Regions from separate parts of the Rattus norvegicus genome. Here region 1 is linked to region 2. A link is a contact called in public Hi-C data. All regions are on one chromosome and are shown on one strand. Each heading gives the region's core, a stretch centred on a gene start, on an enhancer-like site or on the middle of the called end of the contact. The rest is flanking DNA. Distances are from core to core; before and after follow the strand shown.

Region 1 (6,989 bases), core at 314-2,813, 62 kb before region 2:
TCTCAGATCTCCATCACCACAGTTGTTTGAACTTGGATCCTTTCTGGCTTCAGGCCAGAGTCCATCGAGAGCCTCAGGAGGAAGCTGGGTAGGGGCTGAGTGATAAATTGTTCTTATCCTGAGATTGCACATCAAAGCTCAGTGCGGCCACTGCTGGAGGATAGAGTCTCGTGGATCCCAGAGTCATTGGCTAACCAAATTTAATCAAGATGGCAAGTTTCAGGTTCAGTGAGAGACCGTATCAAAAATGAGTAAGGCGGTGGGCAACCGAGGAAAGACATCTGCTGTCAGCCTCGGGCCTCCACGTGTGCTTGCACGGGGAGTGTAGCTGCACATACTTGCACCCAGTAACCCCCAAGGTCAGAATATCCTTTGGGGAACAGGAAGCCTGCTATGGGGTGACAGTCACAAGGGAATGACATAGGTCCCGCTGCCTCTGAGCTGGCCTTGCCTCTTGCTACATCCCCTTTGCCCACTGAGTCCCTGCCCAGGCTGCTGTGGGGGCCCCAGCTTCTCAGTTTGCAGTCCCAGCGAAGCTGTGCAGCTCTGACTCCTCCTGCCTGTGGGTGTTAGGTGAACATCTCTCTCTCTCTCTCTCTCTCTCTCTCTCTCTCACACACACACACACACACACACACACACACACACAGACACGCACACATATGTACACACACGTACACAGCACGCACACACACAGGCTGCTGCTGGTGGCTTGGTTCTCATATTCTAATGTACACTTCTACCACAGCAACCATGACAGCTTTGTAGCCCTGTATGTTCCCCCACAGTGAAGAGCACTGACTTGTGCCCCCTGGTGTACTTGTGTGAGGGTCCTCACACCAAGTCAGATCAGACCTGTGCCATACCTGCTTTCTGAGGATACCTACCCACTTTGACTCAGTTTCCAGGTTGCCCTAGGCTCCCATTCTTTACTCACACATACTAGGGCCCACACACACTAGGGCCCTTGTTTACTGAATGGGGTCCAAGGATCAGCAGAGCTGAGGGGCCCCTTGCCCCTCTGGTCCCCAGTGGCTACAGTCCAGCCTGTCCAAAGTGCAAACAGCTAAATGGTCCTGAATCTCAGTTTCCAGACTCCAAGGGCTAGGAAGGAGATTGAGGCACTTCTGGAGAGTCTCCAGTCTCCTGGGAGCAAGTTCCTCAGCAGAGACTGGCCCAACCAACACCCTGCTGCCAGTGGAGAGGGACCCAAAGAGTGGGCTCACGCTTACCCAGCCTGAACTAGGTGAGGTTGGGTAGCAGCAGATCTTGCACAATAGCTAAGCAGCTTGTTGTACGTGCTAGGACCCATCAGGAAGTTGAAGGTGGCCTACCTATCCTTAAAGTCCTACCTGGCATCCCAGGTGTCGGTTATCTCCCAATCCCCGGGATTAAACGATTCCGGGACCTCCAGAACCATTTCATCCACCGCCCTCGCCCCCACCCCCACCCGGCGCCCAAACTCAGCGGGGGCGGGCAGTGGGCGGACCGTCACAGGCCACGCCCACTCTGGTATTTCGGAGCTGGAGTGAGCTGCAGAGGCCGGCGGGCGGGCGGGCTCAGATCCTAAGTCCTGAGTTGAGAGACGAGTCTACGTAGGTGAGTATCCTGCTAAACTGAGGAGCCCCAGCCCTGCTTACCAACCGCTTTCTCCGCCTGGACAAGGGTCTAGTCTCCCCGCCCGACTCCGGGTGGAGGCAACTCAGCGGCCACGCGCCCGTGTTAGGCTGTGTGGGGTGCAGGCAGGCCGCAAGGAGAAGCAGAGGATAGATTACTAACTCCGGGCAACTTCAGAGCTCGCCTCACCAAGTCTGAGCTCAAGGAGCCCCCTGCTGCGTCTGGCTCTGTGGGAGGGACCCATTCTACAGATGAGGAAACGGAGGCTGTCCCGGTTCAAGGCAGAATCCAGCCCCTCTCCTCGTTCTGTCATCCTCTGAAGAGCAGGGGCTGGAAGAAAAGGCAAGGGTCGAAAGAAGACTCGGAAAGGGGATGCAGGAGTAAGGCAGACCTTCAGGGCTTCCGGGGGCGGGGGTGGTGAGGGGGAAGGCCAGAGCAGGAATGGTGTGTGTGGGTCTAGCTTGCAGATGTCCTGGTGAGGCAGGAGACAGGACCTTTAACATCACAGTGCATAGTGTGGACTCTCTGCAGGGAGTGTGGAGCAACTTTTATTTGTCTTGCATTTACTGGCTAGCATTCCTTGTCTGGGGCACCCCTGTATTGGTGGTTATGGTGCTGGGACATGGTGGGACATGCCAGGTCAGAGCAGCCTTCCTCTGTCTGGGTAGACCCCTCTCTGGTCTGGTTCCTTGGCCATATGGCCTTAGACTTCACCTTACTCAACCTGGGTTGACCCACTTAGAAGATAAGGCTGGGGTAGGAGTGGTGGTGGCACAGGCATTTAATCCCAGCACTCAGGAGGCAGAAGCAGGCTCATCCATGAGTTCAAGGCCAGTTCAGGACAGCCAAGGTTACACAGAGAAACCTATCTTGAAAAACAAACAAACAAACAAATCCTAAGGCTGGGGTGTCCACTAGGCATTGGGGGGAGGGGTGTTTATAGAAGTAAGATGTAGGGAGACTCATCTTTTTTTTTTTTCTTTTCTTTTCTTTTTTTCGGAGCTGGGGACCGAACCCAGGGCCTTGCGCTTGCTAGGCAAGCGCCCTACCACTGAGCTAAATCCCCAACTCATCTTTTGTTCACCTCCCCACTCACATCTTTCCTGCCAGGGGTGGCCAAATTTTATTCTGTCAAAGAGGAAACAGACCCAGAGAGGGCAAGTGACTTACCCAGTGTCACACAGCTGGTTACATTTCAGGGAGGACCCTAGAGACTTGGTTCCTGGCCCTCTTCACCCAGCCCTTCCTGCTCACCCTTGCCTGTGTAGGGCCTGGCTCTTCTGAAGCCCTTGCCCACCCTCTGGATTCTTTCCTCTTCCAGGCTGGGGACAGGACTGTGGTTTCCCCTTAAGTAAACCAGGCCTAGGGAGGAAGTTGGGCAGAGCCAGGCAGCAAGCTGGGCCCATATTAGTATCTAAAGTTCCTCTCAATGTGTGCTCCCACTTGTGTCCCCCAGCCCTCAACGCCAGTTTAAGAGCTGAGGAAAATGTCCCACCAGGACCCTGGCCCTGAAGAGCAATAGCTACAGAGCAGGCATTGGCCCAGGGAGAGTATTGGAGTCCACTCTCCAGCCAGGATGTGTCTGTGCCTGCTGGGGTTGGAGCTAGGCCACCAGGGCTTCCTGCCCTTTGTTTCACAGTTTCACTTTCTTGGTTTCAACACCGGACTTCCCAGCCCCACAGGCAATGCCAGCAAGCCGGGTAGCCTAAGGCAACCCCCACCCAATCCTCTCCCTCAGGATTTTAGCCCCAGGGAACTTAGAGAGCCTTCCACCCACTGCGTGTGTAGGGAAGCAGGCTAGACAGCTCAGCAGCTTTTGGTGTCTGTTGTCATAGCCTCAGGACTGGAGCCTCTGGCCCCAGGGCTAAGCTGGGTCTCCAGTAGACACAGGCAGAGAGGTGATACAGTGCTGCAAACGGTGGTCTCTGGGATAGACTGGAGCAACGAGGCAGTGGAAGGCTAACAGCTTATGGTAGGCTTTAGGGTCATGGGGCTGCTCCATGCTTTCTCAGGCTACTGACTTTCTGTCGACCTCAGTACCCATTACTTCTTTCGGAGCCTCAGTTTCCCCATCTGTCAATCCAGTGAGTGGGAAGAGGCGTATGGATGCCTGCCTGGAACTAGCTCCTAGCCAACCTTTTTGCCTGCTCTAAGGATCATGGGCTCCATGTTCCGGAGTGAAGAGGTGGCCTTGGTCCAGCTCCTGTTGCCCACAGCATCTGCCTACAACTGTGTGAGCCAGCTGGGTGAGCTGGGCCTCGTGGAGTTTAGAGACGTAAGTGGGGTGGGACAGAGCCCTGGGCAGGTAACCCACATCAGGAAAGGCCCCGTGATTCCCCCTGGCCTGCCGTGGAAGCATCCCAACCCTCCCTTCCAGCACTGGTGCCCTCCTCATGCCTACTCATGCCCTCTCTGGCACGGGGTTGAGTCTGCTCCAGCTGGTCACTTCAGGCTCACTGGGCACCCAGCAACTTTTGGAGGAGGTGCCTCAGACCTAGATCCCAGAGCAGTTCCTAGGCCCCTCCCAGAGATTCTGACCCCTATGTGTATCCATCACAGCTCAACGAATCGGTGAGTGCCTTCCAGAGACGCTTCGTGGTAGAGGTCCGGCGCTGCGAGGAGCTGGAGAAGACCTTCAGTAAGTTGGACCCAGACCCACATTCCAGGCTGGCTAGCTTCTTGGAAGGAGCACTAGCCAGCCTTGGTCTGAAAGGAAGTGTCCCAGCTACCCAGGTGGAAGGCAGAGAAGGGAGGTGCAGGCGGGACTGCCGGGATCCGCAGGACGAACTTGGCTCTGGGTGGGTGGAGCCAAGGTTGACTCTGGGTGGGTGGAGCCAAGGACCTAAGGCTGGGCTGCCTTGGAGTATGAGCCGCAATTCAGGCTTTCTGCCTACATGGACTGGGGTGGGCAGACGCTGGAATGGAAGGCTGTGAAGTCCTTCCTTACGTTAGAGATGAGGACAGAACAGGGGGAACAGAGCTTCTGAAACAGCAGTTTAGCCTGGGATTTTTCTGGAGTCCTGACTCAGCAGATTAGTCATGGCATTTGATAGGCGTTTGGGATCTCCCTACATGTCTGCAGCTCTTGGCTAACAGTAGACATTAGCTGGCATGTTCTGTGTGGCTTCCCCTAACCTCCCTGCCACCCTTTCTGTGTCTAGCCTTCTTGCGGGAAGAAGTGCAGCGGGCAGGCCTGACACTGACCCCACCCGAGGGGACACTGCCAGCACCACCTCCCCGAGACCTGCTGCGCATCCAGGAGGAAACGGACCGCTTGGCCCAGGAGCTTCGGGATGTTCGAGGCAACCAACAGGCACTTCGGGCCCAGCTGCACCAGCTACAGCTCCACTCAGCCGTGCTGGGCCAGAGCCACGCCCCTCCGGTCAGCCACAGTCAGGGCAGGGATGGGGACAGGAGATACATATGCCAAACCCAACCTAGGCCGGGCCTCACAATGTCTCTTGGTGACCAGATGGCAGCTGTCCATACGGAGGGACCCACCACTGAGAGAACACCCCTGCTTTCAGCCACCCCAGGGCCACATGCAGACCTGAAGGTCAAGTGAGTGGGGGCAGTTTGTCTTTTCTTGACAGCCTGAGGGCACTGACCAAAGACAGGGACCCTTTGGCCCCTGAGTCTCTGTTTGTTGTGTTTGGGGGGGGGGTTCCCTGTGGGTGCTTCCTACTGAGCTGGCTTGGGAGGAGGCTGCAGTCCCCCTCCAGCTCTGTTGCAGTTTTGTGGCAGGTGCTGTGGAGCCTTGCAAGGCTGCAGCCCTGGAGCGCCTGCTTTGGAGAGCTTGCCGCGGCTTCCTCATTGCCAGCTTTAAGGAGACTGAGGGGCAGCTGGAGGACCCGGTGACGGTGAGCTGGCAGGAGCCAGGGTTGGGGCCGTTTGGGAGGAGCCAGGGCTCCGGAGAGGAACTGAACCTGTTTTTTTCAGGGTGAGCCTGCAACTTGGATGACCTTTGTCATCTCCTACTGGGGTGAGCAGATCGGACAGAAGGTTCGGAAGATCACAGACTGGTGAGCCACAAGTGCAGGGTCCCTTGGCCACTGCAGGTGTCCAACCTATAGCCACTTCAGGCTCCCAGATAGATATTACTGGTCCCGGGTGGCCCAGGCCCCTGATAACACCGTCACCAAGTTTGTCCTGCCCTCAGCTCTTCCTGGTTATTTCCACTGACCTGCACTACCCCATCTTTCCTCAGCTTTCACTGTCATGTCTTCCCGTACCTGGAGCAGGAGGAAGCCCGGCTCAGGACCTTGCAGCAGCTGCAGCAGCAGAGCCAGGAGCTTCAGGAGGTGAGCGCCCCTGTGACATGACCCCTGCTAGCTCCCTCACCATGCCTTTCAATTCGATTCATTACCTTTTTTTTTTTTTTTTTTGGCCCCAGGTCCTGGGGGAGACAGAACGGTTCCTGAGCCAGGTGTTGGGCCGGGTGCAGCAGCTGCTGCCCCCAGGGCAGGTGCAGATCCGGAAGATGAAGGCCGTGTACCTGACCCTCAACCAGTGCAGTGTGAACACCACACACAAGTGCCTCATTGCGGAGGTCTGGTGTGCCACGAGGGACCTTCCCACTGTACAGCAGGCGCTGCAGAGCGGCTCGGTGAGCATCCGGGCTTTGTTCCCTCCCTGCCTTAACTCATTCTGCTTCCAGTCTCTCCTCAAGCTTCTAGAACCTTACCTTTGCTCTGGGATTGAAGGATGGGTACAGATTCCTTGGAGCCTCCTCCTCCAGGGCATCTTGAATAGGGTGGGGCTGACCAACTTCCCCCATGCCATCCCACCCCACTCTCGACCCAGAAATTACCTTCTACAGTCCCCATCTCAGCTGGGCCTGAGAGGGAGGGGCAGGGTTTCTACAGGCCCTAGCATTAGCTTCTGTCTCTCTGCCTCGGTACCCCAGAGTGAGGAAGGAGTGAGTGCTGTGGCTCACCGTATCCCTTGCCAGGACATGCCTCCAACTCTCATCAGGACCAACCGCTTCACCTCCAGCTTCCAGGGCATTGTGGATGCCTATGGTGTGGGCCGATACAGGGAAGTCAACCCTGGTAAGATCCACTGCTCCTGCGATGGGGGCCAGCCTTCCTGTCCTCTGTCTGGATACAAACCTTGAGAGTTAGGCCCCTGCCTTTGGGGTGCAAACCTTGAGAGGGGTAGGAGCTGGGTCCACTCCACACTTTTGTAACAGAGACGTAGTCCCCAACTCAATCTCCTGGGAGGCTATTGGGTACCCTAGTCCCAGTTGGGATTTTACACTTTGTTCAGCTGTTAAATCCACAGGGAACCAGCTTGGAAAGTTCAGAAAACAGATTTGGGAGTGACGTAAAGTCCAGCTCACTTGTTTTGATGAGTTTCTCAGTTTCTGTGGG
Region 2 (7,421 bases), core at 4,220-6,719:
CTACCTCAAAAATAAAAATAAATATAGGGGTTGGGGATTTAGCTCAGTGGTAGAGCGCTTGCTTGCCTAGGAAGCGCAAGGCCCTGGGTTCGGTCCCCAGCTCTGGAAAAAAAAGAACCAAAAAAAAAAAAAATATATATATATATATATCAACCTTTAACAGAGAAAGGGACGGGGTTGGGGATTTAGCTCAGTGGTAGAGCGCTTGCCTAGCAAGCGCAAGGCCCTGGGTTCGGTCTCCAACTCCGAAAAAAAGAACAAAAAATAAAATAAAATAAAATAAACCAGAGAGAGGGAAGAAAGAAAATGGGCTTGTTGTAATCATGTTCAATCACTGGCCTCTCAACTCCCATGTCTGAATCCATGAGAAGAAGCATTGAACCTATTGAAGTCCACAGGTAAGGCAGCTCTTCCAAGTGGCCCTGGAGTCCAAGCATTTATAGGACCTGAGTTTTAAGTATTAATACTTAAGAATTAATACTTAGGGCTGGAGAGATGGCTCAGCGGTTAAGAGCACTTATTGCTCTTCCAGAGGTCCTGAGTTCAATTCCCAGCAACCACATGGTGGCTCACAACCATCTGTAATGAGATCTGGTGCCCTCTTCTGGTGTGTCTGAAGATAGCTATATGTACTTATAGAAATAAAAATTAATCAAAAATAAAAAAAAAACGCATCCCCCACTCTCCCTCTCCTTTAAAAAAAAAAAGAATTAATACTTAACAAAGAATCACAGGCATGTGGTGCATATATATATATACATGCAAACAAAACACTCATAAAATACAAATTATTTTTTAAAAAAGGAATTCTATTTACTACTAGAGATGTAAGCTCCTCTTTTGCACTGTTGAGAAGTCTATAGCAACATAAAGTAGAATGCAGAAAAAAATCCCCATAACTATTTCATAGTTATCAACAAATAAATTATTAAATTTATAAAAAGGCAAAGAAGACAGATTAGCCAAAATAGTTTTGGAAATGAAGAAAAGAATCAGAGCTAACACTATCACCCTTTAAAACTACAATAATTGGGGCTGGAGAGATGGCTCAGCAGTTAAGAGCCCCAACTGCTCTTCCAGAGGTCCTGAGTTCAATTCCCAGCAACCACATGGTGGCTCGCAACCATCTGTAAAGAGATCTGATGCCCTCTTCTGGTGTATCCGAAGACAGCTACAGTGTACTTATATATAATAAATGAATAAATCTTAAAAAAATAAAAATAAAACTACAATAATTAAGGAGGGATTGCTCAGCAGTTAAGAGCACTTGCTAGTCTTACAGAACACTCAGGCTTTGTTCCCAGTTCTCTTATAGCTCATAAACACCTGTAAATTCAGTTACAAGGGATCAGGTACCCTCCTCATCTGGTCTCCATGGACAGTGCATACATGTACATGAATGCATGCAGACAAACTACTCACACACACAAGATAAAATAAATAAATATAAGCCACGTATATAGGCACATACCTTCAATCTCAGCACTGGAGACCAAGATCTCTGTGAGTTCAAGGCCAGTCTGGTCTATATAGTGAGTTCCAGGCCAATCAAGGATATACAGTGAGACTATGTCTCAAAAAAAAATTAAATGAAACTAAAAATGTTGATAAAAATAAACTTGGAAAAGCCCACAAACACAATCTTTGACAAGAGCAAGAGCCATACCATAGAGAAAAACAGTACTTTTGGCAACTAGTCTCAGAGCAACTGGACACCACATACAGACACACGTAAAAGTCCAGAAACAAACCCCTTTAATAAACTTCAAATGAAACATGCACCTCAATGTAAAATGCAAAACAGTAAAATTTCAGCACCAACACAAAATCCAGATGATACAATGTCTGATGATAATTTTTCAGTTAACACAATGAAGGCAAGATCCAAGGCCAGGTATAGAGTGCATGCTCTGGTTTGAGTATGATACTGAAAAAAATAATAAAGACAAAAAAAAAGCCAGGCTCAGCAATCCATACTCATAATCCCATAACTTTGGAAGTTGAGACAGAGAATTACTAAGAGTTTGAGGCCACCCTGAGCTACAAAGTTAGAGTCTGCCCAACGACCCCACCAAAAAAAAAAAAAAAAAGACAAGAAAAAAAAGAAAGCCAAACTGAGAAGAAGTTAGAGGTCATTTTTCAGTACACAGGACCATATCTCACAAAGTGCTGAATGTGAAATGCTCTCTAGGAATCGGTCTTAAGGGAAAGTAGAAACAAGCCTACAGCCAAGTATGTTAAATACTGATGTCAAGGCCAGCAACCCTTAAGTCCTGGAGAGGAAATAATAGATGGGGGATGTGCTCCTTCTTTTTGGTTCTCCCTGAGTGAGGCCTTGAAGCAGGAATGTTAAAAGCAGTCCTGGGGAAAGGACTGCCAAGCAGAGCAAAGAAAAGCCTGGTACTGAAACACAGAGCTCTTTCAGAAGCACTGGGCCCAGTGGAAGGAGTTCAGCCATTGTGGTTGGGGAAAGGGAGATTTTAAAAGAGTAACAGTTCCAGGTAGACTGAAACCCAGGTTTAGACTTTTGCAAACAATTTTAGGTTTTATTTCCTAGCTACAAAAGCCATGGAGCAACGGATGGCATTTGTGAAACTGCTGTCAACAGGATAGAGAATGAACTAGATAGAAGGTGGTACATACAGAATGATGCTGAGATGGCTGGGACCTCCTGTTACCATGTGACGAGGCAAAAGAGAGACTTATGGGGGAACAGAGCAAATAGGACGAAGGAATTGGAGCCTGGCTACTATTAAGGCAAGGGCAGAAAATACATTCTGAGGTGGGAAGGAGTCAAATGGCTAAACCTGGGACAGGCTGAATGAACTGAAATGAATAAATCAGGCAGATGGACTAGACCCAGCAAAAGTAACAGACAGGCCACTAACTTAAAGGTAGTTACTACCTCTTCCCCACACCTTAAATCATCCTTTCTCCTTATTCAATATATTCTATAACCACTGACTATCCCGCACGTTTACAGCATGCCACATTTTAAAAGACACTGCAATCCAAAAGGAAAGTCCTGTCTTCAATACTAACTCTTAGAGAAAAAAAAAAGGAAAACCCCAAAAGATTCTCCATACTTTTGCAATGACTAGTTTGAGCAAAACAGATTTAACTGATGAGTGACACAGTCCCTGGAGACAATCACAAACAGGCCTAAGGCTGGGTATAGGGCTGTCCAAACAGACCTCAGGGCCAATGTAAAAGAGAGGAACACCAGAGGGCTGTCAATGGACCTCAGACAAGTCACTCCTTCAGAGTTTTGGTTTAGTTTGAGGAAACAAGATCTCATGTAATCCAGGTTGGACTCCAACTTCAAACCTGCCATGTAGCCCAGGCTAGCCTTTAACTCTTGATATTCCTACCTCTCCCTCCAAAGTGCTGGAACAAGCACATCCCCTGAGACCTACCTTTACTTCTATAGGGAGAAGAATGTGCCACAGTAATCTCTATCATTCCCCTGGTGACAACTGCCAAGCCTGCCAGAGGACAAGTTTGGGGACAAATTTTTCTAGGACACTCAACAATGATTTGAGTATCTGTGGTTCTCTTTTTCTACTACCTACCAACTACCTTTTAACTATCTGCTCAGACATATCTGACATATTCTCATGTCCATGAGGGGCCTGAAAAGCTAAGAGGAAGTGCCATCCATCCAAAGAGTTAATTTTGCTGCATTCATGACTCTGGTGAAAGACTGGGCATGGAAAAGGAATCAAATGACTAGAACTGGATTTGAGGATTATTGATGGCAGCCAGCCAGCCAGCCAGCCAGTCAGTTTCTAGACACTTGGCACTCAACTGGGTCAACCAATCAAACAGAAACTGGTAGAAAATGACCAAATGGGTTTTTAAAGGTAAAAAAAAAAAAAGTTCAATACTGAATGTCAAGCACTTGTACAAAATGGCAAGGGTACAGCTACATTTCTCTATTAGTCTGAATACATTAAAAAAATTTTCTAATCTAAGATGAAATATATTTAAATTTAAAAGGAGTGGAGAATGCCAGGCAGATGCTTTTAATCCCAGCACTCGGGGAGGCAGAGGCAGTGGATTTCTGTGAGTCTACATAGTGAGTTCCAAGACAACCAGAGCTCTGTGTGTGTGTGTGTGTGTGTGTGTGTGTGTGTGTGTGTGTGTGTCGCACGCACTCAGGATCCTCAGTGGTTCAAAGTCAGGCTCCAATACCTAGGATGCTCAAGGCTACTCTGCCCACAAGAGATCCATCTTTCAGAGAAGGAATTCTTTTTATTTCACGATTATTTGTGAAGCCACACCTCCAGACGCTGGCCAGTAACACAGGTTGACAAAGACTTAAGAGCCTCAGAAGGAGATGAGTGACTGACTGCTACCTTCCATTAACACACATCAACTTCCTTTCTACCTCTTTTGGAGACTGTATCTTGCCATGTAGTTCTGGCTGACCTGAAGCTATGTAGGCCAAACCAGCCTCGAAAATATATAGAGATCCGCCTGCCTCTGCCTCCCCGAGTGCCAAAGGAGAATTTCTGGAAGGGGAGAGGGCTGTGATCAAATTACAGACTAAAGGGATTACAAGGAAAAGTTACCCGGGGACTTTTCCTCCCTCTTTTTCTAAAGCCCAGCCACACATCCCTTTTTCATTGAAGGCCCTCGTAGGGAAACGGCTTCCTAGACTCATCTATTTTGAGCTTTGGTACAGAATGTACTTGTGTGACTGCACAGTATTGTTCTCCCGCAAGGGACCAGCATCCCAGCTCACGTATTCTCAAAGCTCGCCCGCAGGCGGCCTTCCGCGCTGCGGGGTGTGTGCTCCTGGATCCATGCGCAGCGCTCACCTCTACCCGGGCCGCCGCCCCGCCCCGCCCCCACCTCCCCCCGCGCGGTGCCGCAGTCACCGACCTGATGACACTGATGTGGAACTGGTCCTCGCGAAGGCCCCTCCAGGCTCCGGGCAGGAATTCCTTGCACCACAGGTAGGCCCTGCGCCGCGTCCGGGGCTCGGGTTGTTCGTCCGCTAGCGGCGGTGATGGCGGCGGGGGCAGCGGCAGGGGCGGCGGTGGTGGCGGCGGCAGCGCGAGAGGTTGGGACCGGCCACCAAGCTGCTTGGACTCCAGCTCGCCTGCGGCATCGCGCTGCTGCCCTACGCCGGGCGTCGGGGCAGCGCTGCCACCGCAGCTCAGCAGCAGCCCAAGCGGGGACGGCTCGGCCTCGCCCCCGGTGCAGAACTTGGTTTTCATGCTGGATAAGCGGTCGAGAAGGCGCGGACGGCCACAGCAGGAGAGGGCCACACTCGGGGTCCGGCTGGATGCCCGCCTCTGGGGGCCGGCGCGGGGAATGGCTCACCGGCTTCACTGACCGGCGGGGCGGCGGTTGTGGGAGCGCGCGGGGAAGCGACGTCGGCGACTGCGGGGAGAGGCAGCAATGGACGCCGAGCAGCAGTGACGAGAGACGAGCGCGGGAGGCTGACGGCGGGCGACTGCTGTAGTGGGCCGCGGGGCTCGCTCCTTTACAGAGTAGCACGCGGAGAGCCTAGCGTCACTGCCCGCCCCCGCGCTCGCCGCTGATTGGACACTGCGGCGCATCACAACCGCCGCCACCCTCGCCACGCCGCTTTCCCATTGGCTGCGGCACAGCCCCTCCTCGCCTCAGGCGGTGAGCCCACGGTGAGGGAGGGGCCAGTGCACCGGGGGCGGGGCCTTGTCTAGGGGTCGCGAGGGTCCTAGAAAGGACCCGCTACCTCGGTTGCCAGCACTCACAAGGTGGCGCCTTCGCGGACTTGGGCCTCTCGAGGCTAGAGAGTCGAGTCGAGGCCTCTGCAGCTTTGGCAGACCCTAGAGTGAGTGTTGAGAGGGAAACTTTCCTTACACGCCCCCAGGTCTGAAAGTGGTGATTTGAAAGGCCCCGGGGATTTTGCAGGAGCTGGCAGGAAATTGGTGTCTGGAGGCTAGCTGCTCTTTCCGCGTGACCTTGGGGCAAGGCAGCTCCTGAAGGAGCTTTGTGGGTGTTCCCATTTCCCAGGCGTTGTTCGAGATGCATCCACGCTTGATACAACTCCCGGCCGGAGGCATTTTTCCTCTGCGGTTCTAATATCAAAAAGAGACTGGGTCAAGGCCACACACCCTCTTGTCAGCTGACTGCGCTCTCGGCTTTAAGCCTCCCTCTACGCACCGCAGCCTCAGTTTCCCTGTCCGTGGTGCTGAGGATGTCAGCTAGATTCAGGACATTTTCCTAACAGCCTGGCCTCAACAGCCGCCAGAATTGCTAGCCAAGGGTGCTTCCTGTCTTTTTGGACGCTGTCATCTGCCGCCCCCCCCCCTTTCCTGGCTGTCCAGTCGCGTGACCATGACTAACGTACCTTTGCCCTAGGGCATGGAAGGGGGCCAAGGCCCTACTCTGAATGCCCACACATTGCCTCATTCTTTGGTCTGATCTTTCAGTCCTTCCAGGAAGTAATTGAGGCTACAAAGAATATAAAAGTACAGGTCTGTGTTGTGGGGTATAACTAGGAAGAAAAGTTTCTCCAGCTGCCAAAGGTCTAGAAAATCCAGAGCCCAACATGCAGAAAATGGCTTCTTTGTGGGTTTTTACAGTCTGCTGGAAGCCAAAAACTCTTCAAAAAGAGTAGATACTTATCTGGTCTTACTCTCCCTAAAATGATATTACTGAAAAGAATGCAAATAATCTAAGCATGGTGGCACATGACACTAATACCAGTAGTTGAGAGGCAGAGGCAGAGGCAGAGGCAGAGGCAGAGGCAGAGGCAGAGGCAGAGGCAGAGGCAGAGGCAGAGGCAGAGGCAGAGGCAGGCAGATCTCTGCAAGTTGAAGACTAGCCTGGTCTACTCAGTAAGTTTCAGGACAGCCCAAGTTTCCTAGTGAGACCCTGTCTGTGAAAAAAAAAAAGTGCAAATGGAAGGAGACTTAGGAGGATCCCTCGGAGCTAGACCTGGAGTTGAACTTCAGAGAAGTAGGGAAAAAAGGAGGCCTAGCTTAAGAGTACCACTGTGTGCTAGAAAGGCTAAGAAATCAAGGCCTCCATTCAGGAAGGCATTGAGATAAGGGAGCGAAGGACTTTGAAAACAGCAGTCCACGTGGAGGTGGGGCCGTGCCACTGGCCTTCGCAGGTGACTGGCCCTTTGTCCCCATATGAGTCCCCATAATCTCAGAGGAATGTTGGCAAGCTGGCTGAGAGGAGAGCTCTATAATTTGCAGTAACGTTTTCTCTGACCTCTTCTGGTTTAGACTATGAGAACCCACAAGGCGCCTTCGTGGGAACACAATTTCCAGTAGCAGCAAGAGGTCACCCTGGTGAAAGGGTTGGAAAGGCTCCCTCCTGGCAGCCAAAGCTAGGAAAGAACATGAACATATATCACCCACATAAAAACTCTAGCCAGAATAAAACCCTGCCTGGAACACACACACACACACACACAC

Evidence for each region. A called contact is a pair of places that touch in the nucleus more often than the background predicts.
Region 1: a contact with region 2 is called in a Hi-C map of liver, with 2.1 times the contacts expected there. The contact joins the promoter of Tcirg1 here to the promoter of Chka in region 2. A contact is called at or near these places in 4 of 12 Hi-C or Micro-C datasets (Schwann cells, frontal cortex and liver) and 1 of 1 datasets of contacts at active chromatin or transcription factors (oligodendrocytes).

What each region holds. Positions count from the first base shown.
Region 1 is chr1:210,562,509-210,569,497 of GRCr8, reverse strand. It overlaps Tcirg1 (T-cell immune regulator 1, ATPase H+ transporting V0 subunit A3), which reads left to right and starts at 1,563. Exons shown (of 20, transcript NM_199089.3): 1 at 1,563-1,599; 2 at 3,772-3,892; 3 at 4,177-4,255; 4 at 4,779-4,999; 5 at 5,090-5,178; 6 at 5,351-5,477; 7 at 5,557-5,639; 8 at 5,825-5,918; 9 at 6,011-6,223; 10 at 6,524-6,668. The coding sequence starts at 3,776.
Region 2 is chr1:210,504,163-210,511,583 of GRCr8, reverse strand. Chka (choline kinase alpha) reads right to left here and starts at 5,469. Exons shown (of 12, transcript NM_001398586.1): 1 at 4,888-5,469. The coding sequence starts at 5,225.